Regions from separate parts of the Gossypium arboreum genome. Here region 2 is linked to region 1. The links are chromatin contacts, called in public Hi-C maps. All regions are on one chromosome and are shown on one strand. Each heading gives the region's core, a stretch centred on a gene start, on an enhancer-like site or on the middle of the called end of the contact. The rest is flanking DNA. Distances are from core to core; before and after follow the strand shown.

Region 1 (6,314 bases), core at 3,376-5,875:
AAATCGTAAAAAGTGTAAAATATGAGTTCTATTAGTTAAAAGGGTCCAATGGTTATGAAATCTTAAACCAAAGGACTTGAATGGTAAATAAACCATTTAATGAGTTAGTGGATATGCATGGATAGGTTTTAATGAAATTTTGATAGTTTTTAAAGGTTAATTAATTAATTTGATAATTAAATGAAAATGTTAAGAAATTAAAAGATGGCAAACTATCATCTTTCTCATTTTTATATTTTCTAACCTAAAACACCAGTAAATAAGGTTTGGAGCATTCGGTTAAGCTTGTTGCTTGCATGATTAAGATAAACCACGTTTGAACCTAGATCAAGGAAAAGCTAAAGCTTCGGATTAGCTCAATCTTACTTCTACATCCTCGTTATTGAGGGAAGTTCGTATGAGCTGTAATCACTTTCATGCTAATTAAATTGAATGTTCATCATGTTGATTTTATATAAACGAATGTATATATATGTATCAATATTATGATGAATTGACGAATATTAAGTCTCAGTTAAACCTTATGAATTGACGGATATTAAGTCCCGGTTGAACCTTAGGAATTCTTAGGATACAAATGACATGTCATTAGGGATTTCATGCTTCAGTTGTTGGTCTTAAATGTCCTACCGATGGCTGAGGTCCTGCATTTGTTGCGGATTCTACACAGCTCATGTGAGCAGCATCGTGTAGCTTACATTCTAACCACGGCTCGTATGAGCAGGCCCATTTCAAAGTTCGTGTGAGCATTGATGTAAAGGAAAGGTTACGGTTCCATATAAAGGCACACTTCGTGTGAGCTTTCCTGAGTATCCGATGAAATTCTAAATGGTTCAACGGGTAAGAAAAGGAAAAAGAAATGGTAAGTATGCAAATACTATGAAACATGACATTATGGTAACATTGATGATATAAAATGTTATGTTTATACATGGTAGACCACATATCTTATGGTTGATTTCATATATATATGAATAAGTGTACTAACTTGTAAGTTTTGATGATGTTGTATAGGCTCATATTAAGCTTAATGCATTGGTTTTGGTTTATACTTATTTTATAAATTGTATTATAGAAATGGTAAGTTATGTTTAAGGTTTATACGAGCTTACTAAGCACTCGTTGCTTACGTAGTTTCTTTCCTTTATTTTATAGATTATCAGAAGCTCGATCAATTTAGAAATTTGTCAGAGATCTATCATACTATCCAGAAGTCAATTCGGTAGTTTTTTAGTATTATAAACCAATGGCATGTATATGATGTTGTGTAATGGTGCTTTGATATGTTTATGTTTTGAAGATTATGTTTGGTTGGTGCATTTAAGTGTTTACCAAAGATTGTCATTTTTTGTCACTTGTTAAAGCTTGTAAATAAGGCTCTTATGGTATTTTTTGAATGGTTTGAAAATGGTTGTATGTAGTATGATTTAGTACTTATATGGACTAAGTTTGTATGCATGAAATGTAGCATATAGACATGTTTAGGTAAGAGATGTTTGGATGCAAATTGTGGTGCTTTTGAATGGCATATTGGTTAAGTGATTTAGGATGCTTGAAATGGTATGTTTATACAAGTTTGAATGGTGTTTGAACCCCTTGAATGTGTGCTTAAGTGGTATGAGAAATTATGCATGAAATGGTTTTGAAATGGTTTGATTTTAGGTAAATTTTGGGTTCACACGACTTGGGACACGGGTGTGTGACACAACTGTGTGAGGTACATGGTTTGGCAACACAGCCATGTGTCATTTGACGATTTCTTAGGGTTCAAGTTAGTGAGTTACATGGCTTAGCACACGGGCGTGTTGGGTAACTTAGAGAGTTACACGGCTTGGTACAAGAGCATGTGACATGGCCGTGTGACCCTCCTTAGTGAATTACACAGGTGAGGACACGGGCAGGGACACGGTTGTGTGCCCCTTGTTCAAAAGTTACATGGTCGTGTGACTCCTGTTTCCAATTTTTGCAACTTTTTCCTAAACTTTTCAAATTGTTTCAAATTATTCCTGAATTTCTTCTAAGCTATTTTTAGGGCCTTGAAGGCTTGATTTAGGGAAAAAAATGTAGGATAATGAATGATTTATAATATATTTAAATTATTGAATGTTATAATGTTTAAATGTTTTTGGTTGCTCGATAATACTCCATAACCTTAATTCGATGAGAAGATGGATTAGGGGTGTTACAACTCTAATTTTTGGAAAGAGAAAGAGACGAAGAGAGTAGAAAGGGGAATGGAAAAGATGAAAGAAAAAAAAAGAAAAACATGAATGTGGATGGTTTCATGTGCTAGAAGTGGCATACATTAGTGTAAAGGCAAGTGAGAAAAATAAGGAGAAGAAAAGGAAAGAGGGGAACCCATGAAGTGAAAAAGGGGGGGGGGGGAAGATGGTAAGTTGACTAGTTAAGGAGGAAAGAACCCTTTGTTTGCATGGTAACTAGGAGTGGACGGTTATGAAAGCTTTGATCAAAGTTTTATAATCCGAAAATTAAATAAAAAAAACATGAGAATGTGAGGAATTGAACATAGAACCTTTGGCTTATTTAGGTTCAAGTTCTATCATATGTGGGTTATTTTCGAATTTTAAGTTTCAAATATGTATTTTCATTATTAATATGTTTGTGCTTGTAATGATTTGATTTTGTTTGTATTTATTTAGATTTGTATTATTTGGATGTTACCATGTTTATAAATTTGTCTAAATTTATTCTAATAACTAATGGTATTTGAACTTAAATATTATAATTTTAAACCTTCAAATTTACCATTTTACCTAAAAGTTAATTTGGTATATAATTTTACTTACATGGTAAATGTGTGATAATTTAGTATAAATGGATAAATTCATCCAATAAAACTAACCTAAATAACCAATGTTTTAAAAACTGGATTGATAATAAAACTGATGATATCATCAATATTGATTCAATTATTATTCTAATAATAATTAATAAATTAATAAAATTTTAATTCTTTGGCCCAATTTTTAATTTTTACCATTCTAATCCGATGTAAAAACAATGAAAATAACCTTAAAAGAAGCACATGTAAAAAATTCAGGTAGCCTATCAATCATCGAAGTGGGGAAGATAATGTCAATGTGTCATATGCAATGTCGTACAGGGTTAAATTTTATAGTAGGCCCCGTCTACTATATGTCTAGGCATTTAGGGCTCATTTGACTTAAGTTTATGGATTTTTATATATTTGAAGTTTAGTATTTATATTTATATTTTTATAAAATTAATTTTTTTATTTTTAAATTTTAAAATGTAGTTTCAATTATTATTTTATATAATATTCATAACTTCTCCTAACCTTTAAAGAGTATAAAAACACACTTCAAGACGTTTGTACTCACATCCTCATTTATTAGTAATAATATCGATACTAACCGAAATAAAACTCAATTGGTATGTAAGTTTAATTGTTAATACTATTAAAAATCTTTTATTAAATTTATTGGTGTGATATTTTGAAATAAAAGAATACTCATTTGATAATCATATAATAAAAACAACATTGTAATCAACTTGAATTCAATAAAAATTTTTAATGATTTAACAATTAGGGTTGTATCCTTAAATATAGAAAAAAAACTATGTTTCTTAAAATAAAAATAAATAAATTTCAAATATATAAAAATATTTTTTTAAACTTAAGTAAAATTATACATCACTTTAAGTTTAACATTAAAATATCATTGACATCATATTTAACATTGGATAATCCTTCTTTTTAAAAGAGAAAAATAATTTATTAAAAGCACATACCCTAATTTACATTTTAATCTAAAAGAATTTAATCAATTTAAATGGTCGGTTCTGACGTGGACTTATATGGCTTCTGTACATTGAGTGCGGCGAGGACCAAACACGAAACGCTACTTGTGTACAAACCAAATCCCAATTTCTTAGATTTAATTTAATTTACATAATCTCATTATACTTTTCAATATTAAACTCAAATTAGGGGTGAAACTATAAATATTGATAACGAGTTGGGATACATGTTCAAAATAATCGTAATTAAATGTTCAAGGCATAATAACTTATTTTATCCTCTAATTTTATAAAAAATACATTTTAGTTTTCTATTTAATTTTTTTTTTACCTCTTTTCGTCTTTAAACTTGTACTTTTCATCTTTAAATTTGTACTTTTAGTTAAATTGCCCTAAAATGAATAGAAAAGTTAATTTTTTTTAAAAAACTTTGCAGATATTGTATACACGTGGATGACACCACGTCATCTTATGCTTGAGTTTGCCTTCAATATTCAATTTAGTACCTAAATTTATATGGTACATTAGTTTGGCTCTAATGTATAATTTGGTACCTAACCAAATGGCATAATATGCCCCAATAAATATTCGATACTTGGGCTCTAATAAAAAAATATAAGTACTTAATTGAAACACAAAACTTAAATAATAAATTGAATATTAAAGCGGAATTAGGAGAAAAGAAAATTGTAAGTGTGAAATAATATATTAACCCTAAAATTTAACCACAAGCCAAAACGAGAGCACAGTTGGGCAACCTAGGAAAAGTGGGTCCGGTTACTATCAAAGCACTAAGTACAAAGGCATTCCCTATCTCAGTTTCTGCGGTTACAAAATCACCATTAGATTCCATCACTGTCACCTACTTTTTTTCACCATTTCACTCGTATATTTATTTTATTTATCTATATCTTTGGTTTTTCCATATAAATAAATGAACTTTGGCTGTTATTCGAAACAAAAACTATCATGGTTTAAAATTTTTTCAGTTTTTTTCTCATCATCATCATAACTCTGCAACTAGCCAAAAAAAACTTCCCAAAATGCAAAACCCTTCAAAGATTACCCAAGAATCTGGCTCTGCCATTGATCTCGTTACGCAAACGGGTCACTTAGCTTTCAACAAGAGCTTTTACAGCTCGAATTCTGATGGGTTTTCTTCATTCAAGCCAAATTACGTGTATTTCTCGGGGTTCAGAGGCTCGATTGCTCATAAAAGGCGTAGAGTTATAGCTGTTGCTTCGCTCAGTTTGGGTGCTCGAAACGGCGTTTCTTCGAGCGTTGGGAGGATCATGAACGAGTTCAATAGAGCGATTAAGTTTCATTGTGAAAGAATCCCGATCGGGTTTGCTTCGGTTCGGGTCGGTTCCGAGGATAGGAATGGAGTGAGGGATGACGGTGGCGGTGTTTTGGAGGTTGAAGGTTTGCCTTTAAATGGAGTCGAAGCTGAGGCCCCCAAAAAAGTTTTGATTTTGATGAGTGATACTGGTGGGGGTCATAGAGCTTCCGCTGAAGCTATTAAGGCTGCTTTTATGGAGGAATTTGGAGACGATTATCAGGTCAGTTTCCTTTTTGTTTGGTTGCAAAGAAAATGTGGGCATTGGGCAAAAGTAGAAATTGAGAAAATTCATTTCATTTCATTGTTTTTGGTATCAATATAGGCATATTTCAGTTTTATTTATCTTTATGTTTCTGCAGTTTCTTGGCAAATTGATTGAAGAATTAGTAGATAATGGGTGCATACGTTTTTAGTGTACTTTTGTTCTGTATGTCAAGATTGGTGTTCTATTGCAGGTGTTTGTTACTGATTTGTGGTCGGATCATACACCCTGGCCATTTAATCAATTGCCAAAGAGCTATAACTTCTTAGTCAAACATGGATCATTGTGGAGAATGACTTATTATGGAACCGCTCCTCGGGTAATTCATCAATCAAATTTTGCTGCAACTTCGACGTTCATAGCAAGGTGAGATGTCTTTAGATTGTTTTCCTATATTATTTATGTTGGAGTCGTCTTGGTGGTGGACTTTTGTTGCTAAAGCTTATAGCAAAGTACACGTGAGCTGGGGTGGTGTCAATGCTCCGGAGCGCTCTATGATGTTTAAGTCAGGAAAGGAGATTTTGTAACAGGTAAAGCAAGAGCTTAAGCTAGCAGAGAAGAAGTATGAGAGAGTCTAGATCGTGAGAGAGAGTTACTCGGGTATTTATACCTAGCCTTGGGGGCATCAATGCTCCAGAGTGCTATCTGATGCTTAAGTTAGCAAAGGAGATTGTGTAATGGATAAAAAAAGAGCTTAAGCTAGCAGAGAAGAAGTGTGAGAGAGAGTTGGTACTTGGATATTTATACCTAGCCTTGGGGCATCAGTGCTCCAGAATGCTCTTTGATGCTTAAGTTAGAAAAGGAGATAGTGTAATGGGTAAAGCAAGCTAGCAGAGAAGAAGTAAGAGAGAGAGAGTTGGTACTTGGGTATTTATACCTAGCCTTGGGGCTGCCTGTTGCATGGTGGTTGGTTATTCTTTTGTCTTGGCT
Region 2 (6,972 bases), core at 2,615-5,114, 320 kb before region 1:
GTTAATTCATTTGATTAATTGACAGACTTATAAAAATAAACCATTTGGGCAAATAATAATAATGTAATAAGAACACGCGACGGAAAGTCATTTGGCGGATAAGCTCGAGTGATCACTTTTTTTACGAATCCTTTTGTTTAAAAGTATTTTTATAAAATTATAAAATATTGAAAATTAATAATGTTGCTTAAACCTTGATTAGTCTCATAAATGTTTATACCTCTAATGTATATATATATGTGTGTGTATGATTAGAATTAAAATTATGATGACTTTAAAAATAGATTTAGTTTATGGCTTTGAATGTGAATGTTTTTGTTCTTTTGTAGCACTCCATAACTTGGGTCTAGAGATCAGGTTAGGCGAGGGGTGTTACAATGAATTTTGGCTTTAGCACCTAGAGAGGATCCCAAAATCAGGTGTATTTATGTTTTGAATAGTTTGGCATGTACTTAACTAGTTGAGTCACTTTTGGTATATCTTTATATTTACATGAATTTCAGTAACAAGTTAGTACTTGTGAATTTAGTTAATAGTGTTATCATATGTTCATAAGTAAGTTATATGAAATGTGATGTGTATTTGTATCTAAATTAATGGTAGTTGCCTCGACAAGGAATGTGACACACTACAGCTCAGACTTGACGATTAGATCGTGTTTAGGGTGTTACATGGTGTCACAAGTCAATTGAACATGTGACACCCATACCCGACCCGGTTGTCGGATCCAAGTTACGGGATGCCACATTCGTTACCGGAGCAACTACGATCTCAATTTCAATTTCAGTTCAACAGTTTATACATGCTATTAAGTTCAATACACAATTATAATGCATTATATAATTGAATCTAGGATTTAAATGAGCTTACGAAAGCTCTTTCGATAAATTGAGATTGGTTAAGGACTAAATGTTGGATCGCGGTACACCCCGTGGCATAGGAGGAAAATTATTCTGGTGATCATCAACCATGGATCCATGTACGAGGAATGAATCAGGTTGAAACAAGGGTCGAAAATATGCCTTTTTCTAAACTGGAAAAGCGACGAACAACGTTGTTGATATGATTCCTTTGAACGATGCCGATCCCAAGCTGCAACAATAACGTTTCGACCTCTACGTAATTCACCCAGTCAAAGTATGAACAACAAAATTCTCTTAAACTTTTTTAGAGAGAAAAATCAAAAACGGCTGTTAGACCTTTAGATATTGTTTTTCTTGATAACCTTAACACACTAATGGATTATATTCCTTTTATTTTTTTGATATCTTTTATTTTCTTTGATATCACATATCGTAAATAAAACGAGATTATTCCTTATTATTAGAGAAACAAATAGAAAGTTAGAAAAACAAATTATATTATTTCCTAAAGAATATCAACTTTCATGTCCTTCTATATTTTGACCAAATTAATTATTATAACTATTTATATTAATAATTTTGATAAACTATATATAATTAATATTTTGTTTGAATCAAATTCATATATTAATTTTTTCTATGTTCTCTATTTGTGTACAATAAGTTTGTACATATAATGTGCTAAATATTTAACTATCGAATTAAATTAATTCAATAATTAATTTAATTCATGTGACAACTAAATACAATACCAAATGTATTTGGATTCAGTTTGCTTCAACTATAGGGTGTGACCTTGTAGGTTCTTGTAAAGTTAATAATAATATTATAATGTCTCTAATATTATAAACAATGAGTGGCATCTAGTAATGCATCATTGATAACCAAGTTGCAAGAAGTCGTGATTCGACATTACCTTTTTGTGATAATCTTTTCATGTATTATATGCTTTTATCCTTAACATCTAGATTGGACACAAGTCATGAAATTGTCACACTTGTATAGTCCAATATCATCTTTCTTGATATTCTGAGTAGACTACTATAAAAAAATAAGTGTGATATCTTATATCAACTGATTCGAGCATGGCCATGCATTTTTAATCTCACTCCATCAAGAGGCCTAAGATATTACTCGTATTATGTAAGAAGGACAAATCCTATCTTGATCAACCATATTCCTCTACATAGATTGTGACATACCCAACATCAGTCTTTATAGTATAACCTGTTATGGTAGACGTTTGACTGTGTCAAAATATACAACTCACTATGTTGGGACAATGATGATCTCAAGTCTAAGGATCATATACATAATTATCACTATGAGTAATGTTGTGACTATTACATAATAATCCAATAACCATACTCATAGCAGGTCAGTCCAGTATGTTGTTCTCTAACACATACTCGCGTATCAGTTTTGACATCCCTATGTCAATGACAACACTTCATCATTAATCAACTACACATTAGTCTCAATGCATTATCATTGTTCAAGCCCACTATAATACTTGACTAAGGACCTTTTAAGAATAATCATATTATTCTTAGGACTTTATTATTAAATACTTTATTCGTGCATACATAAAAAGAAACTGAAATAACAATGGCAATGCATTATATTAGAAAACAAGGTAAAATGAGTATGTGATTACAATCATCTCATGATTGGTCTTTGGGCATACTCTAACACTAAAATGCAACAATTTTAAAACTATCGAGTTGATGTCATGACATCGAAGGTCCATAGTTGTGATGTCACTCTCTGTTGATTTTTCATCGTGACATCACCTACTGCTTTCATAACTTCCTTGAACATAAAATCACAACAACTCTATAATATGAACATTAACATATTTACATTATTTTAAACCTTATGCTACTTACATACATATATATATATAATATACAACTCATGTATCATATATCAAACTAACCATGATATCTAAAACACCAAATCAACAATTTACTACTTAAAACCGACTCAATTTTGGGTACATGCCACATATTGAAGCATAAAGAAACTATACAAACTTTGCTAAGATGAGAGTTGCGGTTTGAATGCTGGATCACTCCTCGAGTCTTTGAGATCTATTAGTACCTATGCATAGAATAAACAAACCGTACGTTAAGCGATAAAGCTCAGTGGTACTTTTATGTTTCAAATCAACATAGCATGTTAGACCTACACTAAAATCATGAATTAGTTTTCAACAATAACAATTTTCAATTCATGTCACATCTATCCAAAATGCATACCTTATGCTAATTGATAAATTCATATTAGCATAGAATACCAAGTTTCCTATCATTGCAATAATTCAATTATATGCCAATGCATTTCACCAAGTCAATTCATTTTCACATTTCCTTCTCGAATCATTTGTTTTGTTTCGTTTTTAGACAAGTCTTTAAGGCTTGTATAATCGGTTTGTATAATCTTTCACATGCTGTCAGTTATCATATTTCATATGCATACAAAATATTTCATTTTCAAATGATTGTTCATATCAACCATCATTACAAGTTCATGTTTTATAATCATTATTAACCGAAAACAAATTCAAAACGGATGCGCAAATTATTTGACCATCACACCAATCTATAATGATTTAAAACTTATCATAATTTACAGTTACAATTTCCCCTTAAAAGTTCTTAATATTTAAAAATAATATATGTTTTTATATCAAAATTATTTCTCGTATCAAATCTTAATTTCGAAAATTATTAGAACGTATTAAAAAATTCTATTAAATGCCAATGACGAGGAAATATTAAAACCGATGAGAAATTATCGAAATTTTTGAAGAATTACAAAAATTATAAAGCTATACCAATTATTACTAGAGAATACCAAAAAAATATGAAAATATATCAATTTTAACTTGTACCTTGTTGAATGGGTAAAATCCGTCCTAAGTTTTTTTTTTCCAAAGCTCACAGCAGACATCCCGTTAGTGGTTTAGTAGGATTGTAGGAGTAAGTATTTTATTTTTCCCTCCAAAAATGAAAAAAGAAAAGAAGAAAGGAAGTGGGTACTCACATTAATAATCATGACACGTAAAATTACAGCTAATCCAGCCCCCTTTTTTTTCTTGTCAGCCCTGGTTTTCTCTCTCTTAAAATCCCTTATTTTCCCCCACACTCCCACTCAAGAAGACGCCCAACAAAACACAGAGCAAAAGCATTAACAAAGAGGTGACAAAGGAATCAATTCCATCATTTTCTCCGTCTCCGTTTCCTCCTCCTTCTCCTTCGCCGCCATGGACCAGCAATCGCAGCTCGCCCTCATCCTAGGACCTGACCCGATTCCATTTGAAACCCTAGTCTCCCACTTGATGTCATCATCAAACGAACAACGTTCTCACGCTGAGGCCTTGTTTAATCTATGCAAGCAATCGGACCCTGACGCCCTCTGCCTTCGCCTCGCCCACCTTCTCCAAGTCTGCACTCAGCCCGAGACTCGCGCCATGGCAGCTATTCTCCTCCGTAAGTTGTTGACGCGTGACGACTCTTATATCTGGCCTCGCCTCAACATTTCTACACAGTCTTCCCTCAAATCCGTGCTTCTGTCTCAAATCCAAGTGGAAACCACCAAAAATTTATCTAAAAAGCTGTGCGATACTGTTGCGGAGCTTGCTTCCAGTATTTTGCCGGAGAATGGGTGGCCAGAGCTCTTGCCGTTTATGTTTCAGTGTGTCTCTTCGGATTCCCCTAAATTACAGGAGTCTGCTTTTTTGATATTTGCGCAGCTGAGTCAATATATTGGGGATGTGTTGACTCCTTTTATAAAGGATCTACACACTGTGTTCTTGAGGTGCCTGAGTGAAAGTTCTAATGCCGATGTCAAAATTGCTGCGTTGAATGCGGTCATCAACTTTATTCAGTGTTTGACCAGCTCATCCGATCGGGATAGGTTTCAGGATCTTTTGCCAGCAATGATGAGGACCTTGACAGAGGCTTTAAATAACGGGAATGAGGCCACTGCTCAGGAGGCACTTGAGTTGTTGATCGAGTTGGCAGGTACCGAGCCACGGTTTCTTAGGAGGCAGCTTGTTGATGTAGTGGGTTCGATGCTGCAGATTGCAGAGGCAGAATCTCTTGAGGAAGGGACACGTCATTTGGCGATTGAATTTGTGGTGACTTTGGCGGAAGCAAGGGAGCGTGCTCCTGGAATGATGCGGAAGTTGCCGCAATTTATTAGTAGGTTATTTGCAATATTGATGAGAATGCTGTTAGATATTGAGGATGATGCAGCATGGCACACAGCAGAATCTGAGGATGAGGATGCTGGAGAGACCAGCAATTACAGTGTCGGACAGGAGTGTTTGGATCGTTTGGCAATTTCCTTAGGTGGGAACACAATTGTTCCTGTTGCATCTGAGCAGTTGCCTGCTTATTTGGCTGCTTCTGAGTGGCAAAAGCATCATGCTGCACTAATTGCCCTTGCGCAGATTGCTGAGGGGTGTGCCAAGGTACACTTATTAATCATCGTTTGTTAATGTGGTTATTCAGTTTGGTTTATGGTGTTGTAAGTTTACTAACAATGGGGTGGAATTCTGTCTAGTGCATGTGGATTCAAACATATTTTTTTATAGCCTAATGGCATAGCTAATTCATCTTTGAAAGGAAAAAATGCCTTATGTTTCATGGTTGAGTAAAAAATTAGGAAGATGTTTATTTTCTTTTTCTTTTTTTAAATTTATTTGTTGCTGTACTTGCAGGTTATGATTAAAAATCTGGAACAAGTGGTTTCCATGGTTTTGAACTCATTTCATGATTCTCATCCTCGTGTAAGGTGGGCAGCTATTAATGCAATTGGGCAATTGTCTACCGACTTAGGACCCGATTTGCAAAACCAATATCACCAAAGAGTATTGCCTGCATTAGCTGGCGCTATGGATGATTTTCAGAATCCACGAGTACAGGTTAGTCCGAGATATATAATTTTGCTTTCATGATTCTAGATTATAATTTTGAAAGTATGTAAATATTTTTTTTACTTTGTGATGTGGATGCTTATGTAATCTTCAATCTTTAAGTAGAGAGAAACAAGCTGAAATTCGCTGTAGGCTGGTGACATAATTCACTAATATGCATTGCACTTTAGATAGAGTATTTTATTCATCCTATCTTTATCTCTGTTTTTGTGGTATAATCAGCACTCCCTTCTCTCCCCTGAACCCAACAACATTCAATTCCTTTCCAATAATGACCTGATTCTTAAGTTGTCTGTGGATATGCCTGGTGTTGTTCTGGTTGTGTGGCTTGCTTTAGGTAAAATATATCCGAGTGTATATGTTCTTATTTGGTTATATCGGTATCTTTGTAGTTGACAAATTTCATATTATATAATAAGAATTAACATGTTTTTTCCAGTTTGGAACATTTCAACTGGTTACTATCGAATTATTTTATCACTCATCAGAGTTCACTGGTGGTTGTTATCTAAATTTTCTAACACTCACTGATTTCTTAAATAATGGGAATAGTTTTTTAAATTTCGTTATACAATTCTATGTCTACCTATTCTTGAAAGATGAAACAGAACTTGGATGTTAAGTGTTGCTAGCTTCTTTACTGTAAGAGCCTCATAACTGGTTGTGAAGGTGTAATCTCCTGAATATTTTGTGGATAATGGAGAAAAAACCATCTTCAAGTCTTCACGTAGATGTGGATTTATTGATAGTTCCACTGTCCCAGTTTATAGATGGATAGAATATGCCTACTTACATGTAGTTGAACGAAGCTTATTCTCTTTGTGTAAAAGTTTAATATTTTTATTGTATGTCCCTTTTTTTTTACCTCAACATTTTACTGTATAATATGAATAACTCTTTTGTCATGTAATTTGTCTGAACAGGCCCATGCTGCGTCAGCTGTACTCAACTTTAGTGAGAACTGCACTCCAGAAATTTTAACACCTTACTTGGATGGAATAGTCAGCAAATTGCTTGTACTTTTACAGGTATGACAAGTGAGTTAAATGCTAATCCATCAATTCACTTTATTTTAGATTATTGTTTTTTGTCTAATATAAAATATATCATGCAGAATGGGAAACAAATGGTGCAAGAAGGTGCCTTGACTGCTTTGGCATCAGT

The links. A called contact is a pair of places that touch in the nucleus more often than the background predicts.
Region 2: a Hi-C map of leaf shows a contact between it and region 1, with 2.4 times the contacts expected there. The contact joins the promoter of LOC108486202 here to the promoter of LOC108486783 in region 1. A contact is called at or near these places in 2 of 5 Hi-C or Micro-C datasets (both in leaf).

What each region holds. Positions count from the first base shown.
Region 1 is chr6:94,594,582-94,600,895 of ASM2569848v2, reverse strand. LOC108486783 (monogalactosyldiacylglycerol synthase, chloroplastic-like) reads left to right here and starts at 4,625. Exons shown (of 8, transcript XM_017791008.2): 1 at 4,625-5,342; 2 at 5,578-5,750. The coding sequence starts at 4,827.
Region 2 is chr6:94,908,778-94,915,749 of ASM2569848v2, reverse strand. LOC108486202 reads left to right here and starts at 3,864. Exons shown (of 20, transcript XM_017790102.2): 1 at 3,864-5,343; 2 at 5,593-5,796; 3 at 6,732-6,836; 4 at 6,923-6,972. The coding sequence starts at 4,132.